Regions from separate parts of the Sus scrofa genome. Here region 2 is linked to region 1. Evidence: chromatin contacts called from public Hi-C data. All regions are on one chromosome and are shown on one strand. The core of a region is the stretch at or near the end of the contact, and the rest is flanking DNA. Distances in the headings are between cores, read along the strand shown.

The links. Hi-C and Micro-C count contacts between places; a contact is called where the count stands out from the background.
Region 2: a Hi-C map of retroperitoneal adipose tissue shows a contact between it and region 1, with 2.2 times the contacts expected there. The contact joins the enhancer-like site here to the promoter of LOC106510670 in region 1. A contact is called at or near these places in 1 of 5 promoter capture datasets (liver), 3 of 47 Hi-C or Micro-C datasets (omental adipose tissue, psoas muscle and retroperitoneal adipose tissue) and 1 of 2 datasets of contacts at active chromatin or transcription factors (skeletal muscle).

Annotation. Positions count from the first base shown.
Region 1 is chr6:100,087,995-100,095,165 of Sscrofa11.1, forward strand. LOC106510670 reads left to right here and starts at 4,473. Exons shown (of 4, transcript XM_021097607.1): 1 at 4,473-4,731; 2 at 4,803-4,973; 3 at 5,039-5,738. The coding sequence starts at 4,473. The coding sequence ends at 5,733. It overlaps PTPRM (receptor-type tyrosine-protein phosphatase mu), which reads right to left and starts at 4,972. Exons shown (of 36, transcript XM_021097712.1): 1 at 4,402-4,972. The coding sequence starts at 4,474.
Region 2 is chr6:100,184,517-100,192,319 of Sscrofa11.1, forward strand. It overlaps LOC106507633 (a long non-coding RNA gene), which reads right to left. Exons shown (of 5, transcript XR_002345012.1): 5 at 5,819-6,369. Among named protein-coding and RNA genes, the nearest start is that of PTPRM, 95 kb to the left of the region's middle. Within about 2 kb of position 6,440, at least 5 of the 83 cell types and tissues checked have an H3K27ac peak or open chromatin away from gene starts, as enhancers often do. A contact at or near this core is called in retroperitoneal adipose tissue, where this site is marked.

The DNA of each region.
Region 1 (7,171 bases), core at 3,223-5,722:
TATACAAAACAGCGCCTCTACTGAAACAGACACATACAGCCTATCAATTTCTAGAACGTATTACAATTGTTATGAAACAATGACAATTTTAAATAAAGCCATCAACTTTTATAGAACTATCAAAGAAATACGTAAATTCTAAAACCAACTTTTCCCCAAATGAAAGACTGTGTTGACTTTCCATGGGGTTTATATAATCTGGAGACATAATTCAGATTACTTGTTCATTAGGAAAGTTCATTTAGAATTACTCGGGGTTTTTTTGTTTTGTTTTTTTTGTTTGTTTGTTTGTTTTTGTATTTTCCAGGGCCACACCCGAGGCATGTGGAGGTTCCCAGGCTAGGGGTCTAATCGGAGCTGTAGCCACCGGCCTACATACTTAAACATATATCACTGTATGTACCTTCTCTACTGACAATCTGTAAAATGACCCTTTGAAAACATGAGAGACCAAAACCTGTGATTTTCCAGATCAGAATAATGGAAAGCGTTCAAGCATCACCTCTTCACATGCACATAACCCAAAATATGTCACAGTGATTTCCGGGCATATTTCTTTCATGTGCACTGATTTAAGTTTGAAATCTCCATCAAATCCATTATCAATTTCATTAAAACACCGCAAAAATGTAAAGTGTCGTGACTCTAGTTATCTGGGAAAAAATCAAACTGCTGAAAAACCGACTCACACTCTTTGTAAAGAGTACTCTAAATTTTTATACTTTTAAATAATTTGAGACTCACAGAAAAGCTGCAAAAACAGTACAAAGATTTCAAGTACATGCTTCTCCTGCCTTCCACTAGTGTTGACATCTGACTTAATCAGAGGCAAATTATCCCAAACTAAGGAACTAAACATTGGCACAATACTACCAACTGGACCCTAGACTCCATTCAGATTTCCGCTGTTTTCCCACAAATGTCCTTAAAAGAGTATTTTAAAGAATAAATATTTTAAGAAAAGATCCCACAAGGCTATGTTAAGGTTTAATCTATGCCAAATATTACAGTGAAAAAAAGGGCCAATCTGTTTGTATCTCTATTTCTGCAAACCAAAGCTTGCTTACCAGAACTTAGCACATCAATCCTATCAGTACATAAACCCAAACACTTCCTTGTATAGTACATATCACAACATGGTTTTGAAGAAGATGGGTCAAAGAGGAATGACTCACCAGCATTTGGCTTCTTGCTATGGAAAAAAGAATTTCAAGTAGAAGCAAAATGATTTAACTTCCTTCTTATGTGTATACCTTTTTATGAGTCAGTTTTAATAAGCATCAATGCCTAGACAGAAGACAGAAAGTGAGCCTCTGATATGTTGCCTAACAAATTAGAAATTGTAAAAATAGAAAGTGATTTTTTTTTTAAGTGGAATGTTTACAGTAAATAAAAGTTCTCCTGGACAAAAAAAAAAAAAAAAAAAAAAAAAAAACTAATTCTTTTCTTTTTTCCTTCCAATCTGTTTAGCACTCTATTTCTGATATCTGGCATCCAAATTACATGTAATACCCTGTAGAAATGATTAATCAACACTGACATCCATTCCCAACCTATTCCCAAAGAGGATAAGAGATGCAGAGGGGGGAGAGCAAAGTATCTTGTGTGTAAATCTTAGTTACACAAAGAAACCTCCACTGATTACATAAAACCTTCGGATTCAGTCCATTGGGTGGCCTAAGAAGAATCAGTGATGAAACGTTAATTTCAAAAAAAGGGTCAATACCAGCCAGTTTAAGGTCTAAGGGTTTCTCCTCTCCCTCCCTTTTGTGTCAGGTAGTTCACACACAATTTTAAGGTTTGCAAATGATCTGATTTCACATTAGTCATTTATTCAACCAACATGATTGTCTGTTAAGTCTAGAGCTCTATGCCAAATGAGTGTTTATGGGAATCAAGAAGGAAAAAAAAAAAAAAAAAAGACTTTGCCCTCAGGCAGCTTACAATCTAGTTCCTGTCTCCAAAAGCATCCCCACCACAAGGAGCCAAGTGTTTCGATTTCCAGAAGAATCATACAGAGAAATAAGTGTCAGTGTCGTTCATAACATCAGAACTGACTTTCCCAACACACACACACAAAAGATTTTTCCAAAGCATGAAGTGCCTCCCACATGTACTACCTGAAACACCAAGTGGAGGGCAAAAGCAATAATGCACTGCAACTTCTCTGATCCTTGTATACACAAAATTTGCTAAGCCCCCCCCCTTTTTTAATTTCGCCTTTTCTAAGCACGCTCTCTGGGATACCATCCTTTATTTCCTCTTAATCCTCTGGCTTTCCAAATAAAAAGACGGCTCAGTCGTGGTATGATAACAAACAAGTAGAATGATAAATTTCCTCTGAAAGAAAAGTCTGACTAAATTTTGGTTAAAAAAAAATCTCTTTGGGTTTGACTAATGATTTAAGTAAGACTTAACAAGGACTCAAGTCAGTACTATCTAGGCTGAAATCTCTTTTAATGATGAGAAACCAGAGCTCCTGTTGTGGCTCAGCAAGCAGGGAACCTGACCAGTATCCATGAGGACACAGATTCGATCCCTGGCCTCATGCAGTGGGTTAAAGATCAGGCATTGCAGTGAGCTGCCTTGTAGGCTGCAGACTCCAAGCTGGGATTTGCTATGTCTGTGGCATAGGCTGGCAGCTGCAGCTCCTATTCAACCCCTAGCCTGGAAACTTCCATATGCCGCAGGTGCGGCCCTAAAAAAAAAACCAAAAAAAGAAAAAAAGATGAGAAACCGATCATTTAAATAAGCTACATAAATATTTGTTCCCACCCCCTTGCCTACAACTTGAAAATCCATCCAAATGCTTTCTGACACAGCTTAACTTGAAACAAATCCCAGCCAGGGAGCTATAGATCTTAATAAAGAGAAAACCATCACAAAGGCCCTCATCCTTGGCTTCTCACACTAAGGAGTTTCAAGGCTCTGAAACTGGCAAGTCTACTCTATAATTCACTAATAAGAAAGAACGCAGGCCAAAATTTGCATCAATTTTACAGCAGACAGCAGTGGGTCATTTTGTTAAATCCTCTGGAGCACGTGCAATTACCAGACACTTAAGGACATACTAAACTTAGGAGAAGGGTTATTTCTCTACTGAAGCTGACAGCACAGAGCCAGGAGCCAACTCCCCGCTAAGCTTCCTGGTGGTGGCCAACTGTGGTCAAGGGTCTCGCGGCTCAGCAAAGCCAGGGGCACGGCCTCCCCGCCTGTGTGTCCAGAGCTCGGGAAAGTAAAGATGTTAAGTTTCCACAGGTCTCACAGCCAAACGCCAAACGTCTCCAATGCTTTTAAATATGCGTTTTTACTGTCAGTGAAAGTCTCCATCAAATTTTAAAAAGTTCAACTTACTCATTCCTCCCGAATAAACAGAGAAACAAACCTATTTTGCAACCCAAGTTGAAGGACTAATAGCAGGCTTTTTATTAGAAGAAAAACAAGCCCAGGGCCACCATTCCGTGAAAACTGACACACACGGGAAACTGTGCACGTGTGCAAGCGCTGGCTGTCTATCCGCGTGTGTGCTCCCGGTAACGCCGTGCAGGGCTCGAGCCTGGCCTGACCCGCGACTCCCGATCACGCGTCCTAGTCCCAGGAGCTCTGCAGGCTCCGATCGCCCGGGCGCAGCAGGCACCTCGCCGCCGGCCACTTTCCTGCCAGCCCGAGGCGGCGGGTGGCGGGGCTGGCTGACCACTGCCCCCGTTCGGGAGCTCCCCGGGGCCGAAGGGAGCCTGACCCGCACACAACCGCAGCGGCCCGGGGCCCGGGCAACCAGCCACTCCGTCCGGACCACAGGTCCTCCCTCCGGGACCGATGAGGACACTGCCTTGGTTCTCTCGATCTGCGGCGCGACCACCGCGGCGAGCCGGGGTCATGGCAAGCTTCTGGCCGGGCGGCGGCTGGACGGCAAAGAAAACCGGCGATCGCCACCGCCGCCGCCAGAGTCTCTCCGAAGCAATCGCGCGGGCGCAGCAGGCACGGAGATCCGGCTGGCCGCCGCTCCGGGTGGGAAGGACCGCGCAGCGACCACGCCAGGCGGCCGGCGGCTGCAGCTCCCAACTTCAGGCAAAGTTTTCTGCTGTTGCTCTCAGAGCCGGCGGAGGGCTCCGAGTGGCGCCGACACGCACCCAGGCCGCCAAGGGGCGGGGGCCGACCTGGGGCCGGGCTCCGGAGTCAGCGCCCCGGGCTCGTCCGCTCTGTCCGCCCGAGCGCGAGGTGCCCTCCCTCCCCGCTGGTCTCGCGCCGGGGCAGGGAACTGGCACACGCAGTGCCGGAGCCGCCGCTCCCCAGTCTGGACCCGCGGTCCGCCGCTAGTGCTCTCCCACCCGGGAGCTGCATGCGTCCCGGGCCCCTTCCGGCCCGCACGCCCCAGGCCACAGCGAGTGCGGCCCCTCTTACCTGAAAACGTATCCCCCGCCGCAGTTAGCAAAAGTCCGTACAAAGTCACCAGCCAAGTCCCAAGTCTGCTCATGGTGCTGAGCGCACGCCGGGCCGCTCCCCGGCGGCGCTGGGTGGGCGCGAGGTCCGAGGGCGGCCGGGAGCTTTCCTTCCAAGGCGGCGAGGAGAGCAGGGTGAACACCCAAAACCAGAGCCAGACCCGCAAAGTGCCAACACTTGCAGAAGTCTCAACTCCGGGGGCTCCCGGGGCCGGGGCCGAGGTCCTGGATCCTCCCACCCAGTCGCCAGCCCCGCTCGGAGCTGGAGCGGCTGCAAGAGGGAGCGGAGGGCGCGCCCGCGGAGCCAAAATCCGCCCTCCGTGCCGGCTGCTGCACCCGCCGCCGCTCTCCTTCCCCGGGTAGGGACCCGAGCCGCCGGCGCCGCGGTGGCCGGGGCCGCGGCCGCGCTTGTCCCGCCCGCCGCCTCTCAGCCAGCAGCCGAGCCAGCCCCCGGGCGGCGGCGCGCCAATGGCCGAGCCCGCGCCGGCTGCGCGCGGGGCTCCTGCTCCCCGACTGACTGGCAGTGCCCCGCAGGCCGGCTGAAGGGAGCGCCCACGTCACGGCCGCCCGCGCTGCCGCGGCCCGCTAGAGGGCGTGAGCGCCCGGCCCCGCCGGCCCTACGGGTCCGCGCCCGGCGCTGAGAGGCAGCGGCGCCTCGGGGGGAGCCGGGCGGGGGGCGGCCGCGGGGGCGGTGTCACCGCGCGGAGAGCGGCTGCCGGGAGGTGCCTCGTGCTCCCTCCCGCTCGCGTCCCGCCCCGCCGCGGCTTGGGTTTCGAGGCCGGCTTCCGGGAGGGTGACCGCGCAGGGGCCGCGCGGCGGCCAGAAGTTTGTCCCGGGTCACAGGCCGCCAGGAGTTGGCGAACGAGGCTGGCGGGACGGCGGCCTTGCGGCCCCGCGGGCGGACGAGGCGGCTCCAATCCCGGCGCCGGATGGCAGTGTCCGCAGCGGGGCCGGCAGTCGCAAAGCCGCTCTCCCCCGCGGCTTTGGGCAGGGCGAGCCGGTAGATCGGGAGGCTGCGAGGGGCTGCGAGCTTCTCCGCGCGGCGGGTGCAGAGAAGTTGGCGGACGCCAGAGGAGGGAGCGGCGGCCTCGGGCACCGAGACCCAGCAGCGCGCCAGCCTCCCGACTGGACCACTCGCGCTCCTGCCCCAGGAGCCCTGCACCCGGCGGAGCAGGAAGCGCTCTGCGGCTTCATTGCGCCCCCGCCGTCCCGGTTGGGCCCCAGCGAGCCGCGGGCGATACACGGAAGGTGGCGGTCACAGCGGAACGAGAGTTTGGACCTACGTAACCTGTGATTTGTGTATCTGGTACTAAGTGTTGGGAAATGCGAGAGGAGGAGGGGTGGGTAATGAATCAAATATCTTGAAGTGTGTAATTTACCGTTTGGGTCTGGAATGCCTACTTCATTAAGTGACTAAAACAGTCTTCCAATGCTTCGGTAAAAAGGTTCTCTTTGTGAAATTGCAAATAAACAAATAAAAAGGGGTGGAGTGATCTTTCTATCTCCCGGGGAATACGCACGTCGAGCCAGCTCTGAGCAGCTGTAGACGCTAGGCCTAGCTGACTGAACGCAATGGAAGGCCTGGGAAGAGGTTAAATTAGAAGCCGAGTAAGGACCCGTGAGTAGGACGGGTGTACCAGCCAGAGGGGGGACGCAGGTGTGTCCGGGGCCCTTCTGTGCTGCTCTCACCTGGAGCTTACAAAGACCCAGAAAGTATACTGATCCCACGCTCACCTAGACCCTGTCTCCAGTTGACCCTAGAACCAACAAGCTGTAACTAAGGATAGGTCATAGCTGTCACCTCCCCGGGGGAAAACTGCGGGACTGGAGGATTTTTGCTTTTGGTGCTCCAACCAACAGCTCCTCTTTCTGCTGGAATTCCACTTCTTAGATCCTTTTCAGAAGTGCTCTTTAAAAGGTTCTATATTAATAGTTTACTTCTTAGTACTAGGACCTTACACCGTCCTGCTGCTTCTCTCAAATATGTACCTGTTGAGCCTTATTGCAAAATGAACATTTGAAGAAGGGAGAGGCAGGGCACTCCCATACCTTCAAAGACAGGCAATGAGGGTCTGCAGCATGAACTTGCCTTGTGCTGAGGTCCTGCATCGTTTTGCGTGGTAATGTGCTTTCCAATGGAGCTTTTCTGTTAGGAGGCCCTAGGGGATTCAGATAAAGAGAGAAAAGTCAATCTAGCCATTTTTTCTTCTAAGTTTTTTAAGTTGGGCGAAGAAGTTCAAGATAGCATAGGATTTCACTTGCAAAGTACGTGAATTTTTCAGCAAGTACCTATGATGGCCATGTATATGCCAGGCACTAGGCTCTGGGCTGAAGATTTTCTTATACTGGCCTCCCCCAGGAACAAGCCTGAAGGGGAGGATTGAAGTGTAAGTAGGTTTAGGTTTTATTGGGAAAGTAATCCCAGGAAGCAGTGGAAGAGGAATAGGAAAGTGGGGGTGGGGGGGGTCAACATAAGGTGTATGAATGCTCAAGTTGCATGTGGACACCTGGGACTCACTCCTCTAGGGACCCCTTGAAGAAAGTGTGGAACAGCCTTAGAGCTGGGCCACCCTGGCAAGGATGTGGTAAGGTGGCTGATGGGGGTGCGGGAGGCAGCTGCACAGATGGATGTCCCTGCAGGCCAATGGGGAGAGAGCCCCGGCTCAGACACCCGCCCACTCCTGCTACCCTGGTAACCTCAGGACACCATGTCCCTTCCTCCAGTTACTTAC
Region 2 (7,803 bases), core at 5,190-7,689, 98 kb after region 1:
AGTCTTCAGATCCTTTTGGGGAGCAGGAATGACATATACAATAAATAAAAGACAGTGTTGCATTGAGTTTAACCGACTACCGAGTGAGACAAAGAAAGATGTCCTGGACCCCCTGGCAGATGGCAGGGCCACCTTGGCTGGGAGCGGGCAGAGTACAGGTGGTGCTGGGAGAAAGTCATCCTCACTCTCAACTTCTTTGCACTTTGTCGGCGGAGAGTCAGAAGGACACCTGCAGTGCCTCTGAGTGATCTGCTCATCAGATGAGGAAATATCCTTTTTTTTTTTTTTCGGCTCTGCTGTCCAATGAATTTTCCCCTGTGGGCTTAACAACAGCCTGAGAAGTTTACTCGTGTTTCCTCATTTAAAGTCATTTTACTCCTCAGGTACTTTGCTCACCCCAAATCATCCACGCCAGACTCTCAACACAGAAGAAGTTGGAAGCCCTGGGGAACCTAAACCTTCAGACTTCCTGGTGAAATGACTGGAAGGCAGATGTTGGCATAGTGTGAAAATTCAATACTTTGCTAGAACAATGTTTCCTAATCTAATAAATTATAACCACTGACGGGAGCCTGATGAAGTTATGGATCCTCTCCTCAGAAATCTGCTCGGGGGCCCGCAACACCTACTACTGTCTTTTCAAGATGGCAGGTGTCTTATTCTCTCCCATACACAGACAATAGCACCTTGATGTGAACAAGACCGTGTGTCTTCGTCCCTGTTTCCTGTCCTGTTTCTTTCATAAGATCTTGCATTCCCTAGCTTCACTTTCTAAATTGCCCTCCTAGATTTTTGTTAGCAGTTGGGGGAAATAAGGTAGAGGAGAATAGTCCTGGACAACTTTCAAACAGAATGGCTGATTTTAATGGCTATGGAATGTTAAAATTGTAATACATTTTTCTCCTCTAAGCTCTATGCATTGCACATGTCCAAAGTAAAAATAGTTATTGTAAGCGTTATTGCTCAGTTCATATTGTTTCCAGTGAGGCATGAATTCTGAGGATGAAAATAGCCTGCTCCTCTCTCAATATATCTTGACCATTACTCAAAAAAAAAAAAAAAAAAAAAAAGCCCTGGAGGTAGATTAATAATCCTTACCTTCCATTTTATTCTGGATTATTAGGCTCATCCCCAGAACATAAATGAAGTTTATTGCAATGAGAGAGTCATGCAACTTTTTTTAAGACAATATTAATGCAGAGGTGATCCTTTAAGAAAAAAAATGAAAGAGCTAGCCAGACTTTCACATGGAAAATGGATAGAATCGAGAAGCACTAATTGGTTAAAGAGTTTATCACCTGTGGTTCACATGGTCCATACCTGTGACAGCTAAGGAATCACATGGTTTTATAGACATGCTGCTCTCTGTTTGGTCTCGGCCCAGCTCCTAATTACAACGCCATTGGCAACATCCATTGTCTCAGGAGGGAGCGGTCTTTGAAGCTGAGCTCCTTACCTTCGGCTAGGTGTGGGCTCGCTGGTTGTAACAAGTGTGGTCCTAGGCCATAGTCCCCTATAAGCATCAACTAAAGAAACTGTTTCTCTGAAAGTTTTAAAACAATATCTAGCTTTGGAGCTAAACTCATGCAAAGACACTGAAAGGAAAGTGACCCCTCCTATTGAGGGAGAAATCATATCATTTAACTCTCTGGGATTGATGTTTTTCATCCGCAAACTGGGGTGTGTGCTGTATCCATGTTATTTGAGTTGTTGAAATTTAAATGATAAAATACATGTAAAATATCAGATCATATGGACAGTGCTTACAACAACCATTCATTCAGCACATATTTATTATTTACTTAGTGCCTGCAGGCGGGGTGCTTAGCATTTGGGAAACAACAATGGACCAGAGACAAAAATCACACACACACACACACACACACACACACACACACACACTCTCTCATGTCAAAAGCTCATGGAGTTCACATTTTATAGCAACACTTGATAAATGATTCTGTGAAAAATCAAATTGACCTTTTCCTCTTTTTTTTTTTTTTAAATTGGGGCCCCACCCGAGGCACATGGAGGTTCTCAGGCTAAGGGTTGCCTTGGAGCTGTTGTTGCTAGCCTATACACAGCCGCAGCAATGCAGAATCCAAGTCATATCTTAAATCTACACCATAGCTCATGGCAGTGCTGGATCCTTAACTCACTGAGCGAGGCCAGGGATCAAACCAGCATCCTCACGAACACTAGTGAAGTTCATTATTGCTGAGCCACAACAGACACTCCAGATTGACCTTCTTCATCACGAATGCCAGATGCATTGCAGGAAGCCTAAGTCCTATTTATCTAGGCACAGAGGATGGGACTGCTTTGGAAGGATGTTCCTGGTTTTCTAATGAACTCCTTCTCTTCCTTGACATTTTAAATTCTGCTTGAACTATGGCATCTCCAGCGCCCAAGGAGCCAGAGAACGGGGACTGTGCACAGAACCTCTCAGCCCAAGCCCATTCCCAGGACAGGGGCAGGCCCTGCCACTACCAGGACCGCCCTGAACACTGGAGTTGCAGCAGGTATGAGGTTTTGGCTGCAGTGTGACACTTGATAATGACAGCCCCTCTTGACCTCCAGTGGGCCTTTGTCCCCACTTAGCATGTGGGTGCCATGAATAAAGGCATTGTTGGGGCCTCAGCTTGTCGGCCTTGGAGTGACTGGCGGGTGCGGACTCCGATGCCGCCTGTCCCCAGTGAGTCATAGAGGTGACACCTGACATGGAGATACTGCTGTCCCTCATCCCAGGGGTAGCAGAACAGCCAAATTTGCTGACCCTTGTTCCAGTCTGTTCCAATTTCCTAACGTTAATCTCCTTCACATTTAAGATTGCATGCACAGCTATGCAAATCAGCAGAGGCCAATAAGCTCAGGATTTGAAAGAAATTAGGAGCTGATCTAAAATGAACTAATGAGCAAGTACGAATTTAACTAAAAATTTAGAACACACTCCACAACCTGCCCCCACGGAAAAAATGCTTAAAATATATATATATAATTTATATATAAAAATATTACATATATGTAATGGTTAACATCCTTGTATGGAATATAGTTTTAAAGCTACCTGTAAGGTATAGCAATATTACATTCTAATATACATTACATTATTACATTATATCTAAATCTATATACATATAAACATTATGTATATACATACTGAAAAGATATACATCTTTGCTGTATAGTATAATCTATACTATAGTATAACCTATACTAATATGAACTATTTAAAATAAAATCTATGTGTTAGCTTTCGAGGATGATATATGCATCATAACTTTTCAACGAGATAATGAATAAATAAAAGTATAGATTTATAGAGCCGACATGTAAATCCAATAACCATCAGTTTGTTTCAGGTTCAGAAATTATTTTCATGTTCCAAAATTATGTTAGAAAAGATTTGAGTTTATTTGCAGTGAAAATGTATTTTCTCATTGGTTATAGTTTGGTAAATTGGGTTAAACTTTTAAAAAATTATGACATTTAGATTTGGTTGAGACTGAGGCTTTAAAAAACTCACATGACTTCTTTTGATTCCATTAAAGTTACTGCCAAAAATCCATGAATTTCATAATAATTTTAAAAGTTCTATGTAATTAATTATATTAGTTCCATATAACTAATTCAGATTTTTCCATTAAACATTTTGTAATAATGAGCAGTAAAATGAACTTATTTGAGTTTTTATCTGAGGTATCAGAGAGTAATCATAAAGAGAAGAAAAGTGATATAATCCATAAATTTCAAAATAGTTGAGTTTAACACTGGCAAGACTCATGTTTCCACAAAGTTAGAAACATGAAAGAATCAGAAGACAAACGTAGAATTATCGCTGAAAAAGCAGAAAAGTGATTTTGAAGTTTGGCTTGCCCCACATCTCAATATTTATCTTATTGAAAGAAAGGAGATATTAAAACTCAGTTTGAAACAGTATTACGACTGCCTCTTTAGGTAATATCTTTGGAAGAAGATATTCTGAAAGGGTGCAGGTTTTTTTCTGTTTTCCTTCTAATTGCTAAAATAAGTATTAGAAAATTATAATTTTTGCATTAATCAGTTTAAAGCCTCTTTCAATGAAAGTGGCCCAGAAATAAGGTTAAAATAGTGCAGCCTTTAAAAAGTAAACGTAATACTTCCTCCAGGAAAACAGTACTTTTCAACAAGATGCAGAGACATTAATATTATTTACTTTTTATGCATTTTCCTCTTAATTCTCAAAGTAAGATCGTAGTGACAGAATCATTAAAATAAGTGTGAAAAAGACTGAAAGGAGACAATTGAACTAATGCTTATGCCAGACCAGTTGGGTGAAAGAATAATTTCTGCAAGAGATATAGAGAACTTAAACGATTTCTTTTACAAATTTTCAGTGGTCTGTTTTTATTTCAATTGCTTAACCCGCAGTCAGTGGCGTTTTAAAGACCTTATTTATGGGATTTTTAGACCAGGAAGGGTCTTTGAAGATCATTCAACCCCGCCTTCTCACTTGACTTGGAGGAATGAAAGCAGTTGGGAGCAGGACCTGTGAAACCACACAGGTAGGGGCCCCCTGGCTCAGGCCAGTGCTCTCCCCGCCCCCAGAATTGCACGTGTCCTAACACTTCCAGCTATCAAATTTGTATTGCCTGATCAACCAGAGGAAAAGAGGCCTTATCTGGTCTCCCCCTGCGTCTCTCCCATGCTCAGAGCTGGGCTTGACTTCAGCCCTGTCTGCCCTTCCCTGGCATCAGGACAGTGATGGAGGGAATAGGGCGTTCCCCCCAGCTCTTTGTGAATAGCAACCTATGCGTGACATGGACTTTGGATGGTCTTTCAGAAAAACCCTGGAAGTTCTTTCTTCCCCCGTAGCCCTCTTTCCCCCCTCACCAGAAGCTGACTCAAACACATTTCTGGCTTTGAAAAAAGATGTGGGCAAAAGGCCAGTGGTTGGCTGTGGTGGGTGGAGGGAGGGAAAGACTGAAAAGGGGCAGGAGGAACCTCCCTCAAGTGATGGAGAGGCAGACTATTCCGTGTAGGATGATAAGCAATGAAATGCTACCGGGCAGCCCTGGGAACTATGTCCAATCTCTTTCTCTCTCTCTCTCTCTCTCTCTCTCTTTTTTTTTTTTTTTTTTTGATTTTTAGGGCCGCACTCTCGGCACATGGAGGTTCCCAGTGTAGGGGTCGAATCAGAGCTACAGCTTCTCACCTATGCCACAGCCACAGCAACCCAGGATCGGAGCCTCATCTGTGACCTACGGCACAGTTCACAGCAATGCTGGATCCTTGACCCATTGAGTGAGGCCAGGGATCAAACCCACGTCCTCATGGATAGTAGTCAGGTTCATTTCTGCTGTGCCGCAGTGGGAACTCCTGTCCAATCTCTTGAGACAGACCATGGTGGAAGATAGTATGTATGACTGGGTCACCTCGCTGTACTGCGGAAATTGGCACAACACTGTAAATCAACTCTGCTATAAATAATAAATAAATAAATAAATAAGAAATGTTCTGTATCTTGGTTCTGGCAGTGGTTTCTCAGGTCAATGTAACTGTCGGAACTCAGGGAATTACACTTTCCATGGATTCGGGTTTTGTGCGACCATCTATTTCTCCATAGAGTTTAAGAAAACGATGTAGAAATCCTATGACAAAAACTTCTGAATCATTATTCCTCTATTATCTAATGACTAAAGTAGGCTCTATCATTGTTTTGTCAGAAGGTAATTTTGAGAAAAGGTAATTTTGAGAAAAGCAGAATCGCCTGTCTCTATGCTATGGGAAATGAGAGATTTCGGATTATCAACACGTTCTGAAATATCAAGCCATGTAATTGAATTCGAGATCGTCCTAAAATATAAGGCCGTGTAATTTAATTCAAGATTCTTCCCTTTCCAACACAAGAAAGCACTGAAACTGACCTTCATGGATGTGAGAAGGAAGAGGCCCTATCTTTTTACCACTTTGCTGACCGATGTGTCCACCCCCATCCACAGGCAGACAAGAAATACTGGTTAAAAGCTCACTCCTTGCCTTTTCTGATTTTTCCATTTGACCTGATAGCTTAAAATATATAACCATGCCCTAGTCTCCCTTTGTCTGTCACAGCAGATCATTAAGCCACAGACCGGCCAACTAGCTTCAATCCACCAGTTCCCTTCTGCCCCCAAGTTCGCCATTTCCTGTCGCCTCTCCCAACGTCTCAGGGGAGCGCCATCTAAAAGCGGTGCCCTATTTTCATGCAACCTAATGCTCTTACACCCGATCCTATCTCTGGGGTCCTGGATGAGGCCTGGTGTGAAAGGCACAGAGTCAAGGCAGCTGAAAGGCTTCAGTACTTCTCCTGGAAGGCCATGGCGCGCGCGTGTGGCACTGCCTCTGCTCCTGTGACACAAAACGAGACAATTAGAGCTTTCCTGTATTAAGTGGGTGGAAATTCGCACAGCTAAGAGAGGGACAGTTAGGCCCTTTGCCAAAGCGGCTGGGTCTTTATGGACAGGGCAGCGTGCTTTCAGAGGGAGATGCTGCTGCCCTCGCAGAAGCAGGACCCTGCAGACAGGAGGGTCTCACCCGCCCACACGTAGGGACCAGCAGACTCCCCCTTATGCTCCAGTGTCCTCAGCTGTCCCGTTGGCCCAGTGGAGACTTCTCTTTGGCCCCCTGCTCACCTCCTTTCTTTTCCTGTAGAAGCTCTCCTATTCATACATGTGACTCATGAGAATTCAGGAACACATGCAATTTAATGACCAGAAATTAGGTAAACAAGCTAGCTTTTTCTCTCTCTGAAGCCTTCCCCTAGGGTTATCAATGATGCTTTGTGCAATGGTTTATTTTTCCCTTTGATGTGGTATATTTTCATAAAAGGATGCAGTGTTTTATGCGATTTTTCCCTCTACAGATATATATTTCATCCACGTGCATATCCACGTGCATAAAGAACGGAAATAAGGTGAAATGTGCCTGACAGTGGACCGGAGATCAGAAAGGGCACAAATGTACACTTCGCGGCAAATGTTATTAACCTGGAGTTCTTGCTTTGCATTGGTGGATGGGGCCCAGGAAGACACACGGGCTCCGTAATCAGACTTCCCTTGGAAGGGCTCCAACTCTGCTACTTCCTTGATGCTTGACGGGGAGTGGGGGGGGCACACATGTTAGTTTTATTCAAACAGTATCCTCGTCTGCAGAGGATAATTGTTGCCAAATTATTAACACAATATAATACAGGTAAGTTTCCTGGTCAGTAAGCAATGACGTAGAAGCCTCCTTAATAGGAAACTCACTGGATTGATCATTCTGTCCTTGGCTTGTGGACAGGGTCCACTTTAAATTCTGTGATTCTGCCAGCTTGAATGAGACTTGTTCTTTTGTGACGGGAGCCAACGCACCCTGCTGTGGACGTGGGAACTGCTCACAGGAGGCAGCATAGCCTGGAGGAAATAGCAAGGTCTGGGAACCCAAAGACAGGATGAGGGCAAAAAAACCAGCCCCATGTGTACTGTCTGACCATGGAAAAGAGGTGTTTTGGTTTTAGTAATAAAATTATATGTTCTTAGCCCTTTGTCTGAAAAAAAAGAAAACAACAACAGAGGAGCTTTTTAATTCAGAAAAATTATTTGCTTCTTTTCTCACTTAAGGCTGTTTGCAGATATTGAGACAAAAGCTGGGACATCCCACTTTATAACTGGCTTTAAGACATAGCAGACATTCAAACCCCAAAGCCTTGAACTTGAGCCATATGGACATTTCTGTCACTTAGAGAAATAGAAGACACCAGCAATACTACCAAGACTCGAAAAAAAATTTTTTTTTTTTTTT